Regions from separate parts of the Mus musculus genome. Here all the other regions are linked to region 2. A link is a contact called in public HiChIP or PLAC-seq data. All regions are on one chromosome and are shown on one strand. The core of a region is the stretch at or near the end of the contact, and the rest is flanking DNA. Distances in the headings are between cores, read along the strand shown. Region 1 overlaps Soat1 (sterol O-acyltransferase 1). Region 2 overlaps Tor1aip2 (torsin A interacting protein 2). Region 3 overlaps Axdnd1 (axonemal dynein light chain domain containing 1).

Region 1 (2,934 bases), core at 224-2,723, 380 kb before region 2:
TCTAAGTGTATTTGTGATGTCTGCTGAACTGTTTTATAAAGTGGTACTCAAAAAAGCTGCTACATGACATTTTACTTATTTTATGTGTGTGTGTGCACCTGTGTGCTCACATGAGTGTGCGGGCATGGCACATGAGTGTGGAAGTCGGAGAACAGCTCCTTCCATCAGGTGGATCCCAGGGCCTGCATGCATGTTGCTCGGTGTGATAGCAGCTGCCTTTATCTGCTGAGGCATCTTGTGGTCCAGACAATGTTTTTTTCTAACTAGTACATCATTATTCCAATATAAGGGCCTGTTTAAAAGACTTATTACCTAGGTAGGTAGCACATATATGCCGTAATATATGAAATCCTAGCAGTTGAGAGGTTGACACAGGAGGATTTCTCAGACTTTAAGGCCATCCTGGGCTACATAGAAGACCTTGTCTAAAATGTGGAGCTGGAGAGATTGGTCAGTGGTTAGAACACTTGGTCTTGCAGAGGACCTAAGTTTGGCTCCCAGGACTCACACTAGGTGACTTGCAACCCCCTCTAACTCCTTCAGCTCTAGGGGATCTGACTCCCTCTTCTGGTTTCCATGGTCACCGGCATACATGAGATGCACATACATACACATGTCTGTACACTCATACACTTAAAAAATAAATCTTTTAAGAAGATCACCAGGTGCCATATTTTAAGTGAATCAACTTAAGAATGACGTTGGGGCCTAGAGTGGTGGCTCAGTAGGTAAGAGCACTGGCCACTCTTCCAGAGGATGCGAGTTAGTCCCCCGGCACATCTGTGGAGCTCACAGCCTCTGTAACTCCAGTCCCTAGGGATCCACTGGCCTTGTCAAAGCAGTGTTCAATGCACAGAAATATGTGCAGGCAAAGTACCCATCCATGCAGAATAGTAAATAAAAGAAGAATGAAGTTAGGCTAAATTGCTAATTATCCCCAGGACAAGTTGGCGTCATAGGCTGGACCATAGTGAATAATGGGCAAAGCTGTTCTCCCTGAGAGTCTACAGAAAGCATGGTGACAGATTTCCATAAGAGAGAAGAAAAAGCTGAAGTGGCAGGAACATTTTCATACAATTTCACAAATCCACCAGGGAAAGAATGTGGAGAGGGAAGTAGTGGTGAGGGGGTGTCAGGAAGAGCACAGAATTGGGGGAAGCTCCACAGATCCAAGCTGTCTTAGTTAGGATTTTATTGCTGTGAAGAGACACCATGACCAAGACTCTTATAAAGGCAGACATTTAACTGGGGCTGGCTTACCCTTTCAGAGGTTCAGTCCATTATCATCATGGCAGAAAGTGTGGCAGCATCCAGGCAGACATGATGCTGGAGAAGTTCCTGAGGGTTCTACATCTTGATCTGAAGACAGCCAAGAGACTGCATTCCACACTGGCCAGAGCTTAATTTAAGCATAGGACACCTCAAAGTCCATCTCCACAGTGACACACTTCCTCCAACAAGGCCACACCCACAACAAGGCCTCACCCCCAGATAGTGCCACTCCCTGGGCCAAGCCTTCAAACACATGAATCTATGGGGGCCATACCTATTCTTTTTAGGCTTGATTTTGTTATTTTAGGACAAGCTCTTGCTATGTAGCTCAGACTGGACTTGAACTCAAAACGATCCCCCTGCATCAGCCTTGGAGTACTGAAATTACTAGTCTGAGCTACCCTGCCCAGCAAAAAGCTTCTTTAAAAAAAAAAGAGTACTCTATTTATCTGTTTCATGTATTCATGAATAAAACTATTAACTTCTGGGACCTATGAGATGCCTTACTGAATACAGGCTCTTGCCACCCCAGTCACTAGCCTGAGTCCAGTCCCCAGGATTCCAGCTGGTAGAATTCAGGAATTGACTCCCTAAAATTGTCTTCACATTTCTACATTTGTGCTGTGGCACTTATGTGCCCATACAGACAACAATGCATAAGTAGTGAGTAAATGCAAGATTCCTCCATCTAGTCATTAGGCATCTGAAATGAGAAAGAAAGGAATGAAGAAAGGAGTAGTTGAGGAGGTGAGCGTGAACTTTAGCTCACAGCATGGATTATGTGTGGGACGAGGCTTTAGGGTTGTGAGTCATCTTTCCTGCTGTTAAGGGCGGGTAGCCGTCTGAATGGTGGTGCCGGGACAGACACACCGTCTCTCAGTTCTTTGATGGTTATTTATGCTCTACTGGGGAACAGTGGAAAAGGGCGTTGGAAAGTTGGCCTTCCATTGTATGTTTTTCCTCTGTTTCATGCCTGTGTGGTGTCTCTCTTTTTACCTGCTTGCTTTCACTTTATTCCTTCACCAACCAAAACACTGCACCAGATCCTCAAATCCCAGCTCATCCCTCTGGCTTCCATTTCCTCCCACCCGTGATCTGAGTACTCCCTGTTCTGTCCTCCTGAGTTCTTAGTCTACAGTTTGATTGATTGAGGTACGTGGAGAAAACGGAGGGCCTCGAGTGCTCTCTCCTGCACCACTGAGCTACATCCCCAGCTCCATGTGTTTGCTTGCTTAGGGATCCTTCAGATATCTGTCCAGCTGACCCGGAACTCAACTCTAGCTCAGGCAGGCCTCAGCTGGCCACCTTCCCCCTCTGGTTTCCGCTCAGATTACAGACCCCTCCCGTGGTCCCCTGCGTTTATTATGTAGTCCTCTGTTCTAAATGAATCATTGCACTCCATTTAATGAACCGATGAGTGATTTGATATAAATGTGTTTGATCGGCAGTTGTGGGCTGGGGGTATGGCTTGCTTGGTAGTGTCTTCCTAACACACGTGGGTCCCTGGGTTTGATCCTCAGCACCTCTGCTACAATGGACCCTTTTTCTTTGTCCCCCTGGCTTCCAGTCAGAGGTTAAATCTCACTTTCTATTTGGCTGTGCAGGTCTGCTTACCTTCTTCCGAGTTTCTTTTCTCACTTGACTTAGTCTACTGTGGAGACT
Region 2 (3,034 bases), core at 43-2,542:
CTTACAGTGTCCAACGGCCATTACCACTAGCCTTCCAACATTTCTGATGGCTCCTAAAACTCGGTTGTTTTTTTGTTGTTGTTTTTTGGTTTTTGGTTTTTCCAGACAGGGTTTCTCTGTGTAGCCCTGGCTGTCCTGGAACTCACTCTGTAGACCAGCCTGGCCTCGAACTCAGAAATCTGCCTGCCTCTGCTTCCCAAGTGCTGGGATTAAAGGCGTGCACCATCATGCCCGGCTGGTTAAGTCACTCATGTTAGAATTACCTTACTTAGCTCTTCAAAACAAGCTTTAAGCTAGGTTTATTCTGCCTGTCCTGGCAGAAGAATGGAGCCCTGTAAGCTCAAAGCAAGGCTGGATGAGATGTGTCTTTATCTCTACTCCCCACATGAAATCTTCTAAGATAAACCCTGCTCCAAGTACATTCCAAAGGAAAAAAAGGCCGGAAGATAGCTTTGCAACCTACCCTGAGAGACGGCGTGGGGAGACCTGAGCAGGCAGCATACCGAAGATAAGAAAAGGGAGTTCGCAATGGAGAGACTCAGCCATGGGTATGGGACCAAGACACAAGACGTGGTCAGAAAACAAGAAAACTCCCAGCTGGGAGTGCCCGGCTGTTTGCCAGACAGTGGTGGGATGGGATTACTTTCCCCCAGCCTGCGAACACACAGATCCTGAGTTGTGGGGTGGGTGGCAGAGGACTCAAGCAGGCCACAACATAAGGGTGCCCAGGCAAAAGACATCCATTAGTATCCACATACGACTATCTCACTTCCCACTGCCCCCTACAGACTTCTGTCTAGCAATCTGTGCCCCAGACCCCCTCCTTATAGTTCCCAGACTGACAGAGTAGAGGACTAACCAGGAACCAATCGTAGGTCCTCTGTAAGAACAGCGAGTGCTCCTAAGCCCTGGACCATCTCTCTAGCCCCCAGCTTCTCTATTTTTGTTGTTTGCAGATTTTAGCGTCAACCCAAATGAGAGCTTGAGATGACATCTCAAGAAATAATCCCATAGCATTGCTAAATTAACAACTCATCTGGCTTGTTGTTGTTTTTTTTTTTTTAATTTTAAATTACTTTACTTTGATTTACATGCGTGTGTGTGTGTGTGTGTGTGTTTGCTCGCGAGCACGCACGCACGCACTCTCACACATAAGGGTGTCAGGTCCCCTGGAGCTGGAGTTAGACAGTTGTGAGTCATCAAATGTGCTCGATAGGAATTGAACTAGAATGTCTGCTAGAAGAGCAGAGAGCAGTCTCAGCCACTGAGTCATTCCTGCAACCTGAGAGTTCACACGTCCACCACTCGCAGCACCACCGCTGCTGGCCGGTCTGCTGAAGGCTATCTGAATAGCAGGGCTTAGGGATTGTTTGTTTTGTTTTGTTTGTTGCTGTGTTTAATCTTCTCAACGTTGAATGTATTATATAGAAACTCGACTACTACCAGTTTGTGTTTGGCGGTACATATGTAATTTCCTATCCTTTTAACTTAAACACTCAAAAATAAAACCACCACCACATGGCTCCTCTACTGTAGGTAACTGGACAGGGTTTAAGAAGCCCCATTCTCGCCAGGCAGTAATCCCAGCACTTGGAAGGCAGAGGCAGGCAGATCTCTGAGTTCGAGGCCAGCCTGGTCTACAGAGTGAGTTCCAGGACAGCCAGGGTTACACAGAGAAACCCTGTCTGGAATAAAACAAACAAACAAACAAAAAAAGAAGCCCCATTCTCTGCAAGCAAACTCATCTGCACTGTGGCTAGCCAAATGCTCTTAAGATATACTAACTCTTGAAAATACATTTTCCTAAGTTACAAGAATCAAATAGGAAATTAGTCAAGAAACACTTTGGCCCAAGCTGAGGAAGACAGCGGCGTGCAGCACTAGATTCTGAGCATCGAGGGACTGGAGAGGGGGTGGATCCTAGGGTTCTATCTACCCACTAATTCAGGTTCGGCAACATCCTCAGAGCAAACTTTTCTTTTGTTCTGGTGTGTGTGTCTATCCATCTGTCTGTCTGTCTGTCTGTCCTTCCTCAGGCACAGTCCACCTTGTTATTTGAGGCCCAGAGCGTGTCAAGTAGTTAGGGTGGCTGGCTCTCAAAGCCCCAGGGATTTTGTGTGTCCCTTGCTTCCGCCATGCTGGGTAACAAGCCTGTGCCTCTACACCCAGCTTTTTAAAACAAAACAAAACCGGGTGTTGTCAAGATGGAACTCAGGTGCCTGTTCTTCCAAGGCAGGCTTTTACCGAGCTATCAACCCAGCTCTGAAAATGATGTGTGTGTGTGTGTGTGTGTGTGATTCCTGGGTGTAAAGATTCAGTCATTTGCAGGAAGCCCAACTTGTTATGCGGATGCAGGAATCCAATTTCTGCTCCTCAGGTTTGTGCACTTTATTAAGCCATCTCTTGAGCCTCTAAATTCGAGTTTTAAATACAAACCACCTTCCTACTTTCCAACATACAAGATGCTGGACACCCCACCCACACTTAATACATCCCCAGTCAGCAAGCCTCATGTTTGGACCACTCCCAAGGCTGTGCTCACTCTTCCCCTGGTCAAGAGAGAGCCAGGTGGGGGTAAATGCCCCACAGCCACTGCCAAGGGTGGTGGAGGAGTCCAGCACACCGCCTGCATGGCCCCTCGTCCCTGACAGCCGCAACACCACCCGATGCTTCAGAATCCTTTTGACTCTTCCCACCACTAACAACCGCACACCCATTTTCATAAATTCTTTATTTTGGAAATTTTAGTAAAAAATCAGTCAGGAAAAATTGAAGAGATTTATTGTATAGTAATCAGACAATTGATTTGAATAAGGCACATTCAACATCATCACTATGGAAATGAATGCAAAAAGCAGTTATGGTGATTTGGTAAGTTTGACAAGCCATTACATTTGTAAATATATAAAGGCAAAACTCTATGGGGTTAAGAAATCTTTGTTAGAGAAAGTAAGAGTGTTGGTGAAAATCATTTTTGCTGCACTACTCTCGTGTTCACAGGCTGCATCTGTCTGTCATAGCCAACATCCGTGCT
Region 3 (3,024 bases), core at 29-2,528, 270 kb before region 2:
ACTGGCCTCGCCCCAGCTGTCGCACTCATTTGTCATCAGTGTGCTTTGAGAGGAGGAAACATTTTGGCTCATAATTTCACTCAGTGTTCAGCTGGCTCCATTGAACTGTACTGAGGCAGGGCATCATGGCAGAGGGGATGTGGTAGACAAGAGATGTTCACCTCATGGCAACTGGGAAGCAGAAAGAGGCAGACAAGAAGGGGCTTGCTATGGTTTGTCTATGCTCAGCCCAGGGAGTGGCACTATTAGAAGGTGTGGCCCTGTTGGAGTAGGTGTGTCACTGTGGGTGTGGGCTTTAAGACTCTCATCCTAGCTGTCTGGAAGTCAGTAATCTACTAGCAGCCTTCAGATGAAGATGTAGAACTCCCAGCTCCTCCTGCACCATGTCTGCCATACTCCCACCTTGATGATAATGGACGGAACCTCTGAACCTGTAAGCCAGCTCCCCAAGATGTTGTCCTTTTATAAGACTTGCCATGGTCATGGTGTCTGTTCACAGAAGTAAAACCCTGACTAAGACAGGCTAGGGACTGGACTTGTTCTTTGAAGACAGAACCCCCACATTCTCCAACCACATCCTACCTTCTATTAATCTATTCCTCACAGACTTCTCAGTGGATTAACCCATCCATGAAGTTGGTACCCTCATTATAGACCTTTCAATGGCACCACCAGGCAAAGAGCAACACAAATATATATATATATATATTCCATTTTTCTCTTGGTGGACACCTAAGTTGTTTCCAACCTTGATAATTATAGGCAAAGCTTCAGTGTACTTTAATGCCCTAATCTTTGGACAGACATCTCTTGGAATGGGATATATATATATTTCCAAGATGACTGAACCATTTTTATACTCCTGTTGTTAGGGTCTGTGATTCGCTGAAGAAAGACCCCAGACTTCATTAGTATGCAAAAGCAAAGAGTGTTTATTCAGTTGAATTTTCTACATGCAGGGGTTTCCCCATTCAGGAATGGAGACCCATGGTGGACTCACAGGCCCAACTTGTCAGATGTTGTCAGCTAGGGGAATTCCAGGGAGGGACGTGTACTCCTTTACCTTGATTGCTTAGCTCTATCTCTAGGGTCTGATTGATTCTATAATTGGTTAGGCTCTGGAGACTTCCCAGGGGGTCGCTTACTCACTCTAGCTATCTATTCCTACTTCAGGCCAGATGACAGGGTGTCCTCGGATTGACTGCCTGCAGCTGTGGCTGGCTGACCACAGGTTCCTGGATCCAGGTTCTCATTTCTAGGAAACAGAAACTTAGGCCTAAGTCTCCCAAACTGTCAGTGTGCAGCCCTGTCATGGAGTCAGCCTGGCTCTGGCTGACTCAGTCCTCTATCAGCAGTAAACAATAATCCTTTGTTTCACATCCTCACCGATAGTTGATATAGCCCATATTTTAAATTGTGGACATTCCAATAGGTGGGTAGTAATAAGTTATCAGAGTTGTTATTTGCATTTCCTTAATGACTGATGGTGTTGAATTTCTTCTCTTGTGCTTATTCTTTATACTTATGTCGTCTTTGGTGAAAGTCTGCTTAAATCATTGGCACATTAGTGTTGGCTTGTTTCCTTATTAAGTACTGGGAACTATTTGGGTTGGATAATGAGTCTTAGATCCTATGTATTATTTAAAAATGTTTGCTCCAGCTTGTGATGTTTCTTGTCTTACTAGGACTTTGACGGCTGGGGGGTGGGGTGGGGGGTGGGAGGGGGGTTGGGGTGGGAGGGGGTGGGGGGGTGGCTCAGCAGGTTAAGCACTTGCTTGCCCATGCCTGAGAACTGGTATTCAGATCTCCAGAAGCCATGTAGATATCAGGTATGCATGGCAGCCTGTCAGTAATCCCAGAGCTGAGAAGGCAGAGACAGCGGGCCCACAGGTGAAGCTGGTTATTAGACCAGTGCAATCAGTCAGGTCGAGACTCTTCCTCGGTGGGTAAAAGTGGGAGAGTGAACAGGGACACCACCAGATGTCAACCTCGGGATGCCACACATTCACATTCACACATAACCCACACAAACACGTGTCCACACACGTGAGAAAGCATGGTCAGACATGTGTGTCATACATACATATCGTGTCACACATACGTATACATACAAAAATGCCCCCCCCCCAAGGGTACCTTGAGAGATAAGAGGTTCTTAGCTTGGATGGTGATCTAGCCTTTGTTTTATGAATCTTGCTTTTTGTGTTACTTTAAAGGAAAAGTTCTGCCTTACAGCATCAAAAAGATTTTTCTCTCATGTTGTCTTCTAGATGTTAAATAGTTTTAGGCTCTACTCTCAGGTTTATTATCCACTTTGAGTTAAAAAAAATTTTTAAAGAAATCTGTGTTTCCAGGTATGATTCCTATTTGGCATCTATGTTATCTGAGTATTGTGGTGCCCTCTGTTAAAAAGGCTGTCATTTATCAAGAGGCTTTGTCATCTTTGCTGAAACATCTATTGAACATGTATGTGTTGGTCTGAGCCTTTTCCAGGTAGATCTATTGGTCAACATGATCACCATTACCAATCTTCATGATTTTTATCATAAATTTTATAATCTCATAGTGGAAACCCTCAAAATTTGTTTTTAAAGGTTATACCAGAACTTTTGTTATACCATATGAAACTTTAGTTTACCAATCTCTTCAACAGATGTTGAGTTTTTTATTTGGATTACATTTTAACTATTGATCAGTGGCTGGAGAGTTGACCCCTTAACCACTTTGTATCTTTTTTTTTTTTAAGATTTATTTATTATATGTAAGTATACTGTAGCTGTCTTCAGACACACCAGAAGCGGGTGTCAGATCTCATTATGGGTGTTTGTGAGCCACCATGTGGTTGCTGGGATTTGAACTCAGGACCTTCGGAAGAGCAGTCAGTGCTCTTACCTGCTGAGCCATCTTGCCAGCCCACTTTGTGTCTTTCGATCTATTAATACAGTGTGTATCTTCATTTGTTTATTTAATTGAAACTGTGGCTTTCAACAAATATTTCTTACTCTCATCAAACTTATCTCCATT

What was found. HiChIP or PLAC-seq counts read pairs in DNA pulled down with a chosen protein or histone mark.
Region 1: an HNF4G HiChIP or PLAC-seq map of pancreatic cancer cells shows a contact between it and region 2. The contact joins two enhancer-like sites. A contact is called at or near these places in 1 of 484 Hi-C or Micro-C datasets (ventricular fibroblasts), 6 of 115 datasets of contacts at active chromatin or transcription factors (acute myeloid leukemia, astrocytes, embryonic stem cells and 3 more) and 2 of 9 other capture datasets (embryonic stem cells and liver).
Region 3: a contact with region 2 is called in an H3K27ac HiChIP or PLAC-seq map of extraembryonic endoderm stem cells. The contact joins two enhancer-like sites. A contact is called at or near these places in 1 of 484 Hi-C or Micro-C datasets (nephron progenitors), 2 of 115 datasets of contacts at active chromatin or transcription factors (extraembryonic endoderm stem cells and pancreatic cancer cells) and 3 of 9 other capture datasets (adipose tissue, liver and pancreatic islet).

What each region holds. Positions count from the first base shown.
Region 1 is chr1:156,453,735-156,456,668 of GRCm38.p6, reverse strand. The region is part of intron 3 of Soat1 (sterol O-acyltransferase 1); the gene reads left to right. Among named protein-coding and RNA genes, the nearest start is that of Soat1, 19 kb to the left of the region's middle. Within about 2 kb of position 1,473, at least 66 of the 459 cell types and tissues checked have an H3K27ac peak or open chromatin away from gene starts, as enhancers often do. A contact at or near this core is called in pancreatic cancer cells, where this site is marked.
Region 2 is chr1:156,068,544-156,071,577 of GRCm38.p6, reverse strand. It overlaps Tor1aip2 (torsin A interacting protein 2), which reads right to left. Exons shown (of 7, transcript NM_172843.4): 7 at 2,717-3,034. Among named protein-coding and RNA genes, the nearest start is that of Tor1aip1, 34 kb to the right of the region's middle. Within about 2 kb of position 1,292, at least 44 of the 459 cell types and tissues checked have an H3K27ac peak or open chromatin away from gene starts, as enhancers often do. A contact at or near this core is called in extraembryonic endoderm stem cells and pancreatic cancer cells, where this site is marked.
Region 3 is chr1:156,342,830-156,345,853 of GRCm38.p6, reverse strand. All of the region lies in intron 20 of Axdnd1 (axonemal dynein light chain domain containing 1), which reads left to right. Among named protein-coding and RNA genes, the nearest start is that of Nphs2, 34 kb to the right of the region's middle. Within about 2 kb of position 1,278, at least 19 of the 459 cell types and tissues checked have an H3K27ac peak or open chromatin away from gene starts, as enhancers often do. A contact at or near this core is called in extraembryonic endoderm stem cells and pancreatic cancer cells, where this site is marked.